Regions from separate parts of the Sus scrofa genome. Here region 2 is linked to region 1. A link is a contact called in public Hi-C data. All regions are on one chromosome and are shown on one strand. The core of a region is the stretch at or near the end of the contact, and the rest is flanking DNA. Distances in the headings are between cores, read along the strand shown. Region 1 has its middle 160 kb from the start of INHBA. Region 2 has its middle 660 kb from the start of INHBA.

Evidence for each region. A called contact is a pair of places that touch in the nucleus more often than the background predicts.
Region 2: a Hi-C map of embryonic fibroblasts shows a contact between it and region 1, with 2.1 times the contacts expected there. The contact joins two enhancer-like sites. A contact is called at or near these places in 2 of 47 Hi-C or Micro-C datasets (embryonic fibroblasts and heart right ventricle).

Annotation. Positions count from the first base shown.
Region 1 is chr18:52,722,663-52,730,617 of Sscrofa11.1, reverse strand. No RefSeq gene overlaps it. Among named protein-coding and RNA genes, the nearest start is that of INHBA, 160 kb to the left of the region's middle. Within about 2 kb of position 2,642, at least 13 of the 83 cell types and tissues checked have an H3K27ac peak or open chromatin away from gene starts, as enhancers often do. A contact at or near this core is called in embryonic fibroblasts, where this site is marked.
Region 2 is chr18:53,544,442-53,552,396 of Sscrofa11.1, reverse strand. No RefSeq gene overlaps it. Among named protein-coding and RNA genes, the nearest start is that of INHBA, 660 kb to the right of the region's middle. Within about 2 kb of position 4,121, at least 7 of the 83 cell types and tissues checked have an H3K27ac peak or open chromatin away from gene starts, as enhancers often do. A contact at or near this core is called in embryonic fibroblasts, where this site is marked.

The sequences.
Region 1 (7,955 bases), core at 1,393-3,892:
ACACTTGCAGCATATGGAGGTTCCCAGGCTAGGGGTTGAATCAGAGTTACTGCCGGCCTATGCCAGAGCCACAGCAACAGCAACAGCAACAGCAACTTGGGATGCAAGCTGTGTCTGCAATCCACACCACAGCTCAGGGCAACACCGGACCCTTAACCCACTGATGTAGGCCAGGCATCGAACCCTCATCTTCATGCATACTAGTTGGATTCGTTTCTGCTGTGCCATTATCGGGTACTCCTGGAGCCCTTATTTGATAGTAACTTTTTTAAGGGGTGGGAGGCCCACCTGCAGCATGTGGAGGTTCCCAGGCTAGGGGTCGAATCGGAGCTATAGCCGCCAGCCTACACCACAGCCACAACAAGGCAGGATCTGAGCCACCGCGTCTTCAACCCACACCGCAGCTCACAGCAATACCAGATCCTTAACCCACTGAGTGAGGCCGAGGATCAAACCCGAATGCTGACGGATCCTAATCAGATTCATTAACTGCTGAGTCACGAAGGGAACTCCCTCCTTTAGTAACTTTTAATGAGGTATAATCTATAAAAATACCGAATCACTATACCATATACCCGAAACTGACATCATATTGTAAATCAACTATACTTTGATAAAAACAAATAAAATTAAGCCACTTAAAATTATGTAGTACATGAATCAATATCAACAAAAAAGATTTAAACAAGTTTATGACTACTATTTAATTGGGTGTTTTTTTGTCAAGATATTTTTGGGTCTTTCCCAATCTGGATGAAAATTTTCAGTTCCAATACCAACAGAGTTTTCGCTAAATGCATGTTAGTTAATTGCCTATTTTTCCTACAAAGATCAGAAAGTGCCCCTAAGAATGTGTGTGTGTGTGTGTGTGTGGTCATCTTTTGAATTCGCATCTAATCTATTTTGGAAGTATTCTTGTCAACAGCTTCTTTAAAAGTTTCTTTAATCATCTATGTTCATGAAATCCAGGGATTTTTCAAACTGCAATAATGGCATTCCATCGAAAGGTCTTGCCTCATAATCTTGTCAATACATTTGCGAAGAGAGGCACAAATATTTTGAATCATTCGGCATAGGGCCACTGGTAGAGGGAAGCTGGACATGGTGAAGTCCTAGGCACTGGGCGGGACAGTCAGATGCAGTGTGCCCGTTCCTGCCCCAAACTAAGAGATACTCACACATGAGAGTGAGGAAAGAGAGAGAAGGAAAAAAAAAAAAAAAGCCTCTCAGAGTTATCCCTGTATACACTCCTTTTGATCAGAACATAAGCAGGCAGCCCTGGCGTTGCGGTGGCCTGGTGTAGGCCTCAGCTGCAGCTCCCATTCGTCCCCTAGCCAGGGAGCTTCCGTATGGCACAGCTGTGGCCATAAAAAGCAAAAAGAACTGTCAAAAAGACCACTTAGAGTATTTAGGCTGGCTCTCCTAGTGCGCAGAAGGAGCGATGGGCATTATTCACATATCCCACCATGTCTGCTGTTGAAGGGGACGGTGGACAGGCAGAGCACTGTCCTTGGACTCGGAAACGTGTGGTTGAAGTCCAAGTTCATCGCGGACAAACCATATAGCCATTCGTCACTGACTCCGTTTGAGTCTCATTGTTCTCATCTCTGCGGAAGAGCAGGTCCGGTCCTTGCCAAACGCGCTCCTTAGCATTTAGGTCTCTGGTTACAAGTCCCTGTTCTGAGATGCTCTTCTAAAGGAACTGCTCTGGCCCTCTTTCTCAGTCAGCTACCAAATAGCATCTTTATTTAATTGTTCATTCACTATTCATTCATTCATTGACTGCCACCTTTCCTTCATTTGCTAGTGTGTTGCCAGTGCCTGGCACAAAATAGCCACTCAATACATAGTTTACTGACTATGAAAAAGCAGCCCAACACGCGTTCACGTTCAGAAGGCTCCTGTGAGCATCAGAAAGAGGAAATGGATATGGTTTTTGAGCGATGGCCACTCTGCACACGGAAGATTTTATTACTCTGATCTTAGTTTTCCTTAAAGGCTAATCACAAGGTCTACCTATAAGAAGGTGAATTATTTTCTTTCTATTTTTTTAATGGCTGCACATTTGGCATATGGAAGTTCCTGGTCCAGGGATTGAATCCGAGCCTAAGCTGAGACCTATGCCACAGCTGTGGCAACACCAGATCCTCAACCCACTGTCCCAGGCCAGGGATCGAACTCGTGCCCCTGCAGTTGGATTCCTAACCCACTGTGTTAGAGCAAGAACGCCAAAGGTAAATTATTTCCACATCTAATAAATTCTACCCATGGGAAGTCAGATGGCTTTGCAATTTTCCGAGGCATTTTCACTTTGAAAAAAAAAAAAAAAAAACAGAAAAAAAAAATGCAATTCTCAAGTATAATTATGATAGGGTCTGTGTTTGGGGATTATGGTTTCTTAGCAAGAGTTAGTTCAAATATCTTCATTTGTCGTCAGTGGAACTTCAGGAATTGAATGTTTTCCCACAGCATTCCTCATGAGGCCATGAATAAAAAGGAAGGAAAAAAATAGCGTGTCTGTGTGCCTGTGGGTCGTTGACTTTTCCTCTCACGGCCTGGCCGTCTTACTCAACTGGTCAAGTGATGACCAAGCAGGTGGTTAGTCGCAGACCTCACATGATGATGCAATTCTGGCTTCTGCGGTCTTTTTCAAAGTTGACTACACAAAGTCCCACCTCTTTCTTAAGGCTGCATGATTTATAGAAAGCCAGAGAATAAACAGCAGGCTGGAGCCTTGCTCAACATGTCACTGCCTTAGTATAAATTCTTTTGTCATTGAGTCACTTGCTTTTCCTACTGGGGGCTGATGAAACAGAACAGTTTGAGATGTCAGTGTGGAATCTTCTAAATCCACAGAGCTTCCTGCATCTTATGAAAACATCATTGGTTAAGACTGTAAGCTCTGGAGTTGGCCAGACCTGGGTCAGAGATGCAGCTTCTTCACCTACATAACTTTGGACAACTCCTTACTTCTCTGCGTCTAAGCTTCTTCAACCTTATTTATGTTATTTATTTATTTACTTTTTAGGGCCACGCCCACGGCATCTGGAGGTTCCCAGGCTAGGGGTCGAATCAGAGCTGTAGCTGCCAGCCTGTGCCACAGCCACAGGAACTCAGGATCCAAGCTGAGTCTGTGACCTACACCACAGCTCAGGGCAACGCTGGATCTTGAACCCACTGAACGAAGCCAGGGGTCAAACCCGCATCCTCAAGCATACTAGTCGGGTCTCTTAACTGCTGGGCCACTGCAGGGAACTTCATCAGCTTCTTCAACTTGAAATGGTGTGATCATGTCAGCTCATTTATAGATTTGTTAGGATTAGTGGAGAAAATGCATACAAAGCCCTTCACAGGGTGCCTGGAACATCACATGTGCTTGATTACTGTTACATTGTTATGTCTCATGTAAGCAAAAAACATATGTTTAAAGCAAAAATATAAACTCTTGTAGAAAATCCAGAATCCAGAATGCATGCAGGAATGGGAGTTGTGACTTAGTGGACAGGTCATTTTTACAAATCCTTTTTGGTTGAGTATTTTTCTCAAGAGTATGAGCAAATGGTAATTTTATATGTACTATGCTTAAGAAGTATTCATTTATTTAGATTTATAAAGCGGTAAGGGCCATCGAAGTCAAGTCTTTAGCTCTGAGTCTGTCCTTAGATAAATCACTTAGCTTTCAAGCGTCTCGGTTTACTGTTTGTGGTACACAAGGAAGAGACTGGACCTCTGGTCCTCAGAATGAACTCTGCAGAACACTGGTTCTGTTAGATGATACGAGGTGTTTAATGGTGAAATGATGTTTTGGAAGGACCAGGTAAGACTCATGGACTTGGAGAACAGACTTGGGGTTGCCAAGGAGGAGGGGCGGGGAGTGGGATGGACTGGGAATCTGGGGTTAATGGATGCAAACTAGTGCTTTTGGGGTGGATAAGCAAGGAGATCCTGCTGTGTGGCATTGGGAACTATATCTAGTCACTTGCGATGGAGCTTGATGGGGGATAATGCGAGAAAAAGAATGTATACATGTGTGTGTGATTGGATCACTTTGCTATCTGTACAGTAGAAAATGGACAGGACACTGTAAACCAGCTATAATGGAGAAAATAAAAATCATTTTAAAATAAAATAAAATAAATGAAGATACCAGGTAACAGGTGTCTTTACCACAGGATTTCCCAGATGCTTTGCCCTCTAATGTCCCGGGGGGAATGTGGTTTTCCATATTTCTCAAACAAAAGTGATTCGAATTTTTTTTTTTAATCACTGAGCATGTTGTGAGACAAGAGTTCTGAGAAATATTTTATGAAATGCAAGGCTAGATAACACCCCAGATCCCTTCCAGTTTGAAATTCTAAAGCTCTGATTCACTTTTTCCTTCTCCAGGCCCAGACGGGACTTTGCCAGAACCATGCCACTGGCCTTCTTCCCCGAGCTTTTTCACCAAGCCCCCAAGCAGCCTGACCTTTTCTTAGCCATCTGGCCCTTTCCATTCCTTGTCTCATGGCTTGTCAATCAACCCAACAGTCAGAGCATGGTGATGGCTGCGTCAGTCACCAGGCTGACGGCCGAGGTGGAAAGATGAGGCCCTTCCCTGCGGAATGTAGGCAAGGCTCCCCTTCCCCAGGTGTCTGTGGGCGATGGATTCCCCGGTGACCCTGCACAACGTCTCTTATTTGGAGGACTCTGTTTCCTGCTAGAGAGGCAGGAACTACATAGCTCACCTTGAGGGCTACTTCCCAACTGTTGTCACTTCATAGCCCATTTAGAAAATGGTACTGTTTCTGTTTTTTGTTTTGTTTTGTTTTTTGTTTTGTGGAAGATCCTGGGCCAGGGATCGAACCCATGCTACAGCAGTGACCCAAGCGGCTGCAGTGACAATGCTGGATCCTTAGTCCCCTGCATCACCAGGGAACTCCAAGAAAATGATTCCGTTTCTGGGTCACTCAGAGGGCGCTTGCAGGCTGAACTGAGAGGCTGATTAAATAAGGACTCTAAGAAGGTGTGCCACTGTGTAATATTGAAGCAGAGAATGAACTTCGCAAAAGCATTTCAGCATAGTGGGGCTGTGGCTCCAGAGCTCTGGAAGATTCGGATCTTTTTGAAGATTGGAGATGGTAAAGAATGCCTGCTCAGGAGTTCCCACTGTGGCCCAGTGGGGTAAGAACCTGACTAGCGTCCATGAGCATGTGGGTTTGATCTCTGGCCTTGCTCAGTGGGTTGCGTATCCAGCATTGCCATGAGCTGTGCTGAAGGTTGCAGATTCATCTCAGATCCTGCGTTGCTGTTGCTCTGGCTGTGGCGTAGGCCTGCAGCTGCAGCTTCAACTCAATCCCTAGCCTGGGAATTTCCATATGCTGCCCTACAATAAAAAGAAAGAGAGAAAGGAAGGAAGAGAGAGAAGGAGGGAGGGAGGGAGGGAGGAGGGAAGAAAGAAAGAGCGAGCCATCGAGAATCTCCTGACTACGACCCTGACTCTAGTGCACAGCCTGCTCATCCTCTCTGCAGGATAGCTGACCAACTTCGTGTGAAACTCTTTCTATGTGGCTTTGGCACTAAATCGTCTTGGTTTTCCTCTTGCCTCTTCAGCCATTAGCTGTCCTTCCTTCCTTTTCTAGAGGAACATCTGGAGCCTTTTATGAAATCCTTTAGCCTTCCTTCCTGTCTCTTCTTTTCCTTCCCTTCCCATTCTCCTGTACTTTTTTTTTTCCTTTTCTTTCTTTTTCTTTTCTTTTGCCTCTTTTTAAAAAATTTTTTTTTTGCTTTTTAGGGCCGCACCCACTGTATACGGATGTTTCCAGGCTAGAGGTTGAATCAGAGCTGCCACTGGCAGCCGAAGCTCCAAAAGAATCCCTAAATCCTGATTTCCTTCCTTTTCCCGTCCTTCTTTCCTCCCTCCCTCCCTTCCCCTCTCCCTTTCTTTCTTTCCCTCTCCTCCTTTCTTTTTTTTTTTTTTTTTTCTTTTTTGGCTGCACCTACAGCATGTGGAGGCTCCCAGGCTAGGGGTCAAACCTGCGCCACAGCAGTGACCAAAGCCATCACAGTGACAACTCCAGATCCTTAACCCGCTGTTGCCACAGGAGAACCCCAAAGTCCCTCCTTGATGAAGACACTCTAGTCCACCCAGCTAGAATGATTTTTTTTTCTGAATTCCTACAGCATTTTTTGTCTCTGCAAGAATTTCCTCCACAGGCAAGTGTTGGAATTTGAGGAGGGAACACACTCCCTTTTGCCCAACTGTCCCACACACGGGAGAGCTTCAGCGCCACCAGCCCCTGCCCACTCATCCTAAAGCACCTGCCTGCCACCAGGCAACCTTAATCACACTTCTTTCTGAATGCCCTCTAGGAAGGCCAGGCCACTCTTGGGAACCATTGGTTTAACCATCCATTTATCAATCAGACTTGTAATCTTTGATCCCTAGTAGGTTCTAAGTCCCTAAAGGACAGAGATTAAATCTGGGATCCTATATCGAGAGCTTCTTCTATGATCAAAATTGAGAGCTGAATAATAGCTCCATGTGGTGTAGTAGAAAAAGCACCGTACTTACAGCATAAAGGAAGTTACCTGACCTCTTTGATTCAACATCTGTAAAATGGTTCGGCTAACACCTGCACAGAACTTTCCATAACATGACACAAACTGCATGTGAGGCACCTGCTAAGTTCCTTCTCTTCCTTCCTTCTCTCCCCTTTTGCTTTATATCCTTTCACATCATATAAACAAATATTCTTTTTCACCAGTAAGCCAGAGAAGAGAAGCAAAAGTCCTATCCATGTCAGCCATTGGACCAAAGAGTGAATTCCAGCTGGAAGGGGATGCTCAGAATTTCTTTCCCCTAAACCAAGTGAGTTACATAAGCTGCTTCTGTTCAGAAAGCTAAAACCCTTACACCATTAGTTTGGCGAAGTATAGCCGAGGACTGTGAACAAACATCTGTTCCCATGAGAGGAACATGTGTGTTATTCATGAGTCACAGACACCACGAGGGCAACTGGCCAGAACAAGAAGAAAAGCCATACTTCTGTGATACATTTCAGGGGCTGGGAAAATCAGTAGGTTAGGCTGAATGATTGATGCCCATGGCCAGAAACTGTCTGACAACACTCATTCTGGGTGAGAGGACTCCCCTCTGGTACGTTCACTGACCACATCTGGTCTGTATTCCACAGAGAGTCGAGGGAAGTGGCTTGGGATACAATCCAATGTCTTGAAATCTCAGGTTTCTCAAGAGGTAGACAGGGTGGGCGGGGGGCTGGGGATGACGGGGTTGGCTGTGTACTCACACAGGAGTCAGGGTGAAGTGGTGCTTACACGCTTACCCTCCTGTGTCCCAGGGAACCACTTTGCTGGGAGCCAATGCTGGGAACCATTTTCCTGGGGGCCAGTGCAGGAACCAACGCTGTCATAGCTGGGAAGAGTGCATATACAGTAGTCCCCTTAATTGTCATAAAAATTCACAGAGGAAATGAGTAACAGCGCCATACTCTGATGAGGAAAATTATAGTTCATAGAAGTTAAGTAACTTGTACAAATTCATGATGCCAATATGGGGAGACTTGAAACAGCCATACATATTGTGGGTCATGCTCTTTCTACATCCCACTAATGATAAAAATGGTCCCTAAAGCAATCCTTGCAAAACTTAGAAGTCGATTATGAATTCAGAATGTAGAGAAGAAAAAAAAAAAAAACAGTGATTTTGCTGTAAATAGATCCTGCTAAGATATTTCCAGAATGTAATCAGAATGCCTTGATATAAAATGTCTGTTTTAGTTAAATTCCAAAATACTATTGGAGGCACCTGGCTGCTAGAAATCAGTAACCCAGTGTACCAAGTGCTAAATGAATATCCCCTTAGTTCTAATACACGTTGAGGAAATGCAGAAACAATAGTAGAAAATGGAAGGCCGAACTTGTTATAAACTCCCCCATAAGCACACTTGCCTTTCTCC
Region 2 (7,955 bases), core at 2,872-5,371, 820 kb before region 1:
TGGGCACGCAAATAAAAGAGCACGTGTGTCCACAGAGGCTGTTACTGGAAAGGCAGGCAATAAGGGCTCAGGCACATTTCTCGGGCTTGCGTGCTAGGTAATTGGACAGAAATCCTGCCTACTTTCTCAGAACCAAATTCTACTCCCAAACTGCGAAATCCATGGCTCAGACGAAATTTCAGACAGTGGCAAGGACCTGTAGCTATTTCCTCTGCGTGCTGCCAGCACAGGCACCTGAGAGGCAGAGCTGCCGCGGGTCAGGTCTGGCTCCGCCCCCGCCTTCGGCCCCGCCCACCCATCTTTGGAGAGCGTCTGTCCACCCGAGGTTCCCAGATGCAAACGCCTCGTGGCCCAGGGACCGCTGCCTCAGCAGGAGGCTCTTCCAGGCATCCCCCTTCCTGCAGCACCTGCATTCCTGCCCCTTCCCTCCGATCGGCCACCGTCCGCCGCAGAGGGAGCGCGGCTCGCTTTTCTCATCGCCATTGCGCTCTCAGCAGTGACGTCATGAGACTGCAGTCCCTGCCTGTTTACCGTGCCTTCACCAATAGTTCCTGAGTCTGCGGTATTCTGGAAAAGGCGTGGATACAATTAAGTCCCCCACCTCGCCACATTATCACGGTCTTTGGGTACATTTTGCAAGTCCACCCTCCCGCCTCCCTGGTCATCGCCATGCCTTCTATTGTCTCCTGGATCACCCTACTAGGGCCATATGTATCTGCTTGTAGCCAGTGCAACTGAGCTCCCCAAACACAGATTCCCATGAAAACGGAACAAAAGAGGAGGGAGAGGCAGAGCATGTTAAATGTCTCATTAGGCCTTCTGTCTGATTCTCATTAGATTCGCTGACTGCTTCTCATTAGGCCCACTGCCTCCACTCCTTTCAGGCCTGAATATGTAGGCCAGCGCTTATTGTCATGGCTGGTCGAGAAGATCCATTTCATTTATTCATAAATTGAATGTGGCTTCTGAAAAGTCCCAGGCAATTTCTTTTGGCAAATTTAAGACAGGCTTGCTGTTGTTATTTGCTATTTTTCAAGTAATCCGGAGCAGGGTGGGCAGAAGAAATCATTTGAAAGACCCAGCACGAAAACTTCAAAGCCCTGCTGTGGAACTGGGGCACAGGGAGATCATCCTTCCAGCCAAGACGCCGGCCTGATGTGCAGACATCAGCAAAGGGGGACATCGTGGGCAAAGTCACAGATATCACTGGGTCGAGAACGCATATAACCAGATGCCCAGAGGGCAGGGTATGGAAGAGGATGGCAGGCAGGGCACGTCACTGAGTGAGCTGCACGTCTGTCTTCCCTGTCCCCTGGCCACACTTGCCCAGATAACACCTTACAAACTCGCCATGCCGTCGAATATTCTGCAAGCTAGGTGTGCAGCGCGATGCCCTTGTGAAAAGAAATCACTTCTGCCTCACACTTCATCTGAATAAAGCAAGAGCCTGACCTGTTCCCCCGGCAAGAACACCCTTGAGCTAGGCAGGCCGGGAGTGGAACTCAGCGATGCCCTGAGGGGGATGACGGCAGCGGGCATGGTCCTGACGGTCACAGAAAACACATGTGACACGCATGTGCAGTAAGGAAGCAGAGAGCGACACGCATGTCCATAGGGAAGCAGAGAGAGACACGCATGTGCAGTAAGGAAGCAGAGAGTGACACGCATGTCCATAGGGAAGCAGAGAGTGACACGCATGTCCATAGGGAAGCAGAGAGTGACACGCATGTGCAGTAAGGAAGCAGAGAGCGACACGCATGTCCATAGGGAAGCAGAGAGAGACACGCATGTCCATAGGGAAGCAGAGAGTGACACGCATGTCCATAGGGAAGCAGAGAGTGACACGCATGTCCATAGGGAAGCAGAGAGTGACACGCATCTCCAGTAGGGAAGCAGAGAGTGACACGCATGTGCAGTAGGGAAGCAGAGAGTGACACGCATGTCCATAGGGAAGCAGAGAGTGACACGCATGTCCATAGGGAAGCAGAGAGCGACACGCATGTCCAGTAGGGAAGCAGAGAGCGACACGCATGTCCATAGGGAAGCAGAGAGAGACACGCATGTCCATAGGGAAGCAGTGACACGCATGTCCATAGGGAAGCAGAGAGTGACACGCATGTCCATAGGGAAGCAGAGAGCGACACGCATGTCCATAGGGAAGCAGAGAGAGACACGCATGTCCATAGGGAAGCAGAGAGCGACACGCATGTCCAGTAGGGAAGCAGAGTGACACGCATGTCCATAGGGAAGCAGAGAGAGACACGCATGTCCATAGGGAAGCAGTGACACGCATGTCCATAGGGAAGCAGAGAGTGACACGCATGTCCATAGGGAAGCAGAGAGTGACACGCATGTCCACAGGGAAGCAGAGAGTGACACGCATGTCCACAGGGAAGCAGAGAGTGATACGCATGTCCAGTAGGGAAGCAGAGAGTGACACGCATGTCCACAGGGAAGCAGAGAGCGACACGCATGTCCAGTAGGGAAGCAGAGTGACACGCATGTCCATAGGGAAGCAGAGAGAGACACGCATGTCCATAGGGAAGCAGTGACACGCATGTCCATAGGGAAGCAGAGAGTGACACGCATGTCCATAGGGAAGCAGAGAGTGACACGCATGTCCACAGGGAAGCAGAGAGTGACACGCATGTCCACAGGGAAGCAGAGAGTGATACGCATGTCCAGTAGGGAAGCAGAGAGTGACACGCATGTCCACAGGGAAGCAGAGAGCGACACGCATGTCCAGTAGGGAAGCAGAGAGCGACACGCATGTCCATAGGGAAGCAGAGAGAGACACGCATGTCCATAGGGAAGCAGTGACACGCATGTCCATAGGGAAGCAGAGAGTGACACGCATGTCCACAGGGAAGCAGAGAGTGACACGCATGTCCACAGGGAAGCAGAGAGCGACACACATGTCCAGTAGGGAAGCAGAGAGCGACACGCATGTCCATAGGGAAGCAGAGAGCGACACGCATGTCCATAGGGAAGCAGAGAGCGACACGCATGTCCATAGGGAAGCAGAGAGTGACACGCATGTCCATAGGGAAGCAGAGAGTGACACGCATCTCCAGTAGGGAAGCAGAGAGAGACACGCATGTCCATAGGGAAGCAGAGAGTGACATGCATGTCCAGTAGGGAAGCAGAGAGTGACACGCATGTCCATAGGGAAGCAGAGAGTGACACGCATGTCCATAGGGAAGCAGAGAGTGACACGCATGTCCACAGGGAAGCAGAGAGTGATACGCATGTCCAGTAGGGAAGCAGAGAGTGACACGCATGTCCATAGGGAAGCAGAGAGTGACACGCATGTCCATAGGGAAGCAGAGAGTGACACACATGTCCACAGGGAAGCAGAGAGTGACACGCATGTCCACAGGGAAGCAGAGAGCGACACGCATGTCCACAGGGAAGCAGAGAGCGACACGCATGTGCAGTAGGGAAGCAGAGTGATGAGTCTTTGCTCCACACATGGTAAACCCATGTCTACTCCCTCTGTTCTCTCTCTGCTTTTGTTTTCTTTACTTTTTTTTTTTTTTTTGCTTTTTAGGGCCACACTTGAGGTATATGGAGGTTCCCAGGCTAGGGGTCTAATCGGAGCTACAGCTGTTGGCCTGCACCACAGCCACAGCAACGTGGGCTCCTTAACCCACTGAGCGAGGACAGGGATCGAACGCAGGACCTCATGGTTACTTGTCAGATTCATTTCCACTGCACCCCCAACTCCTGTTTTCGGTCTTGATGTTTGAATTTCTCCTGTGGCGAACAAGATGTTGTCCCAAGACAGTTTTAAGAGTCACCTGGTGCTTAAACCAGAGAAGTGATACTCCCGAGGAATTGCTTTTTTTTTTCCTGGACAGTGGCAAGAAGGTAACCTTTAAACAGTAAATGTTTCCCCCTCCAATGAATGTGTGACCTGGGTTTGCTCTAGGTCTTTGGAGAAAAGTCAGACTGCCCTAGAGAAACACTTATGAAATTAGCTGTCACCCTAAGATTGGACACCTTCTCCCTGCCCGTGGCCCCAGGCAGGGGACAGAGAAGGGATCCCTCCTAGGAGACCTTCTCCTGGTCAGGAAGTGAGGCCGGCGCTCCGGGATGGGGGCGGGGGGGTGACTCAGTGAGGAGGCAGCGGGTGTGGTTCCTTCCAGACATGCTCCAGCTGCTCCAAGAGCCGGAAAGACATGGTCACTTCTTCTTTGTGGGTTTTGCCCGAATTTGCAATGTCCCATTTTTGAGATAAAACTGGAATCCTGTTTTTATCCTGTGCTCTCTGAAGAATTTCTGTCTCGGGACATGGTTAGATCAATGAAGTTACATAGTTTTAAGGTTATTTGTTGCCTTTGCATCAAGGTATGTGGTCAGTTGTAGACAGACCTCCGTGGAGTTGAGAGATTAGGACTCGCTGGACTGAAAGAGCATGATCATTCCAAAGACGCTTGTTTGAAAGTTTGGGTTTTTTTTTCCCCGTTTGTTTTTTGTTTGGGCTTGTTCTCCCCCCGCCCTGTTGATTTCTAAGCAAGTTTCAGCATCCTCCGCAAGCTGCCCGCATCCTTCCGGAAGCATTCTCACTTTGGACTTGACCTCTGACATTGCAGGAAACATGAATCTCAGAGTGCATCGCTCATTCCCAACATTTCCAAACTAAAATTGCTTCTTCTCCCAGTTGGCTCGGGGAGTGCCCTGCCTCCCCAAGCCCGGCTCAGACGGTGGGTCTCCATGCATGAATACCTGAAAAAGCCACATTCTCATTGGTGCCCGTGGGCCCCGACTGTGGGGATGACATAAAAAATTTTGGCTCCGAAGCACTTTAGCAAAAAAAGAAACAGGCTAGAACAATGGGCTGAAAATGATCTTGGCCTTTCAAGTGCTTTATCCAACGTTCCAGTGTGAGAACCTGATCTCCCAGAAAGTACTTCTTTTATTGCCAACCACAGAGAATCACTGACAGAACTAATTAAAGAATTTGAACCTCGTTCTGTCCTTCGTTAGCTGACCCTCAACCAGGGGCTGGACTCGAAACAAAGACGCTCTGAGCCAACCAGATATAGAATGTGAGCCTCTCGCGGCGGAAGAGGGCTGTGCTCTCATCCCCCTCTTGGAAAGAGCTACTTGAGCGCAGGATACTTCTCCCTCTCTTTTTTCTTTTTCTTTTTTTTTACAATGGAAAACGCGTTGGGTTGCCATCAGAAATAATGAAGTTTGAAGTTCCTGAAAGTTATTCACTTATTGGACTCGACTTTCCACCCTTTTCTTGAATTCCAGGAGCCAGGTCAAGACAGTGAGTTCTCATGGAAAATTAAGTGCTTTTGCAAAGGTGCTTAAAGAAAAATGCTTGTTTCAGGTTTCAGACTCTCAAGGGGATGATGGTCATTGATTCCAGGCTTGAGACAACGATAAAGACTTCCAGATATGAATGGACTTCGGTGGAGTCTGGCCGGTTTACCCGAAAATCTGCCCCTCCCCCGAGTCTGGTCCTATCCTGGATATTCACCCTTCTTGTTCTTTTCCTCCCTACATTTTAAGATCGCACAACTTGGCAGTCGTCGTCACGGTCACATGGAATGACATTTATTGACTGAGTATCTTGGCTGATTGAAGAATGACTATTTTAAGATTGTGGCATGACTTCTTAGAGTTACATAATTATCCACTGACGTGAAGGACCCACCAGGACATACATCTTTATTAGTTTTTTGGTCAGCTGGCATACAGTGGAAGAAGAGGAGCCTCAGGGAAGCTCCTGGGGAAAACTATTATTTTATTCATCTGGAAAAATATCAGGCTTAGAGATTCATAATTTATTTTTATTTTTATTTTTTTGTCTTTTTGCCTTTTCTTGAGCCGCTCCCGCGGCATATGGAGGTTCCCAGGTAGGGGTCGAATCAGAGCTGTAGTCGCCAGCCTACACCACAGCACCGTGGGATCCGAGCCATGTCTGCAACCTACACCACAGCTCAATCAACGCCGGATCCTTTACCCACTGAGCAAGGCCAGGGATCGAACCTGCAACCTCATGGTTCCCAGTTGGATTCGTTAACCACTGCGCCAGGACGGGAACTCCTCATAATTTATTTTTAAAATTAGAAAGCAGGAACACAAATACTATTTCATTTTCAAATGTTTGTTTTTTGTTTTAACCCTGGTAACAATAAGGGGGGAGATTTGGGCACAAAAATCTTCACATAAAAATAAAGGGCGGATCTCCTGTCTGGAGTAGTCCCACCCAACTTGCCCTCACCCTGCACATCCGGCCGCCCCATCCGGTTTCATCAATGGAGACTGAAAAGGTGTTTCTAAAAGCATCTGACATCAAGTCAAGGTCCCCTTAATCCAGAATAAGCTAGAACCCACAAGAGCGACTAACTGCAAACAAAGGTCAACTGCAGCCTGTGCTCAGAATGGGGCTCCTGAGCTCGCTCCTCTAGGGAGCCCGGCCCGAGAGCTCGGCTCCTGCTGTGTGCGCGCCTCAAGAGGTCGCCCAGGAAGCAGATGCAGGCTTTGGCATGTCCGCTAATCCCTCACTCTGGAGACCTAGGCTTCCACGCCAGACAGATTCTCTTGCAAATGGCCACATACTTGACTTTGAACTTTTAGTGAGAGGTTGAATGTGGGGTGGCCCATGAGTGAAACTCAACTATGCAATCCCAGAAGTAGGCAAAAAGTACGGGGAAGAAAAGGGAAATTAACATTCTCGGATTATTTGACCAGGAGAGCACAAAAATTGCTTCTGTGACAATGGGATCTTGAAGGCATTGCAATGGAGCCCAAGGAGAATGAAAGAGCCGCATGTACTTTGTGAGATCTCTCTGTTCAGTTGTGCTGTGTAGAATCCACTATTTTCTCCTCCCTTAAGAAAATCTTGGGTGTGTTCCATAACTTCCTGGTCACATTTGGTAATTAAAACTTAGTGTGGCTTAATTTAAACCCTTAATTGCATATCCAATTTACAGCTAGAGCTGTGACTCTGACTGTTTAGAAAGAGGATGGGGGGGCAAGATCTGGCTCTGGATCAACCCTGTCCCCTTCTTCCTCTGGACCTGGCCAGGCAGCTGCCTGGAGGAGGGCTAGGGACCCAGGAGAATCCTTCCTTAAATGTCCACTTGCTCTCGCGAGGGCTTGTTCAGAACCCCCCTGGGTGCATGTACGTACCAGTTGTGTGTGTGGGCTTTTTAACTTTCCCCACCCTGCCCAATTCAGCCTTGTGTGCCATGAGCCCTCTGTGGACAACCGAGGTCTTGACGTGGGGACTACTGAAGAAATAATCCCATGGCTCCGGCACCTCCACCAAGATCTGGGCTCCTTCAGGTGGCGCTGGTGAAAGGCTGGGGTCCCCTTTCCCACCGCCCAGCAGGAAGAAAACCAGATGGGCTGTGGGTCCTCCTGCCATTCCCAGGTGTTTCTCAGTTCTCACACTCACACCTCAGACGTTTGTAGGCTGAAGGTCGCAGACTGCATATTCCTCTGTGCTTTGTCCAGCTCAGGGCTACCCGTTGAGGCCCCCCTAGAACTCTGGCACCCATTCTTCTGCGGAGACATCCTGAGGGAAGGTCTGACAGCTTTGGAAGTTCAGGAAGGCCTCCGATTAAAGAATGAGATGCTGATTTCCCTTGACTGCAAGTAGCCCGGGCATCACAGATGACTCCTGCAGAGCCGGAAACATACCCTCCCCTGCCCCTTGGCGAGGGGTGAGACCAGGCTGGTACAGTGCATGGTAATTCCCACGCGGCCCTTGCTTGGCACCACTCCCGCCTTCTCTAGACTGCAGAGGGCCTGGGAGCATGCTACTTGGTGGTGGGGGACCATCCTGCTGCCTCTCGGTCACCCTAAAGGATAGTGTCTGGTCCTAATGCACAACGGCTTCCTTACTGGTCTGGTTAGAACATAAAGGCATCTCAGTTTCCGGTGGTATTAAAGACGGTGTTACACTACCACGACTGGACGTGACTGGAAGTGAC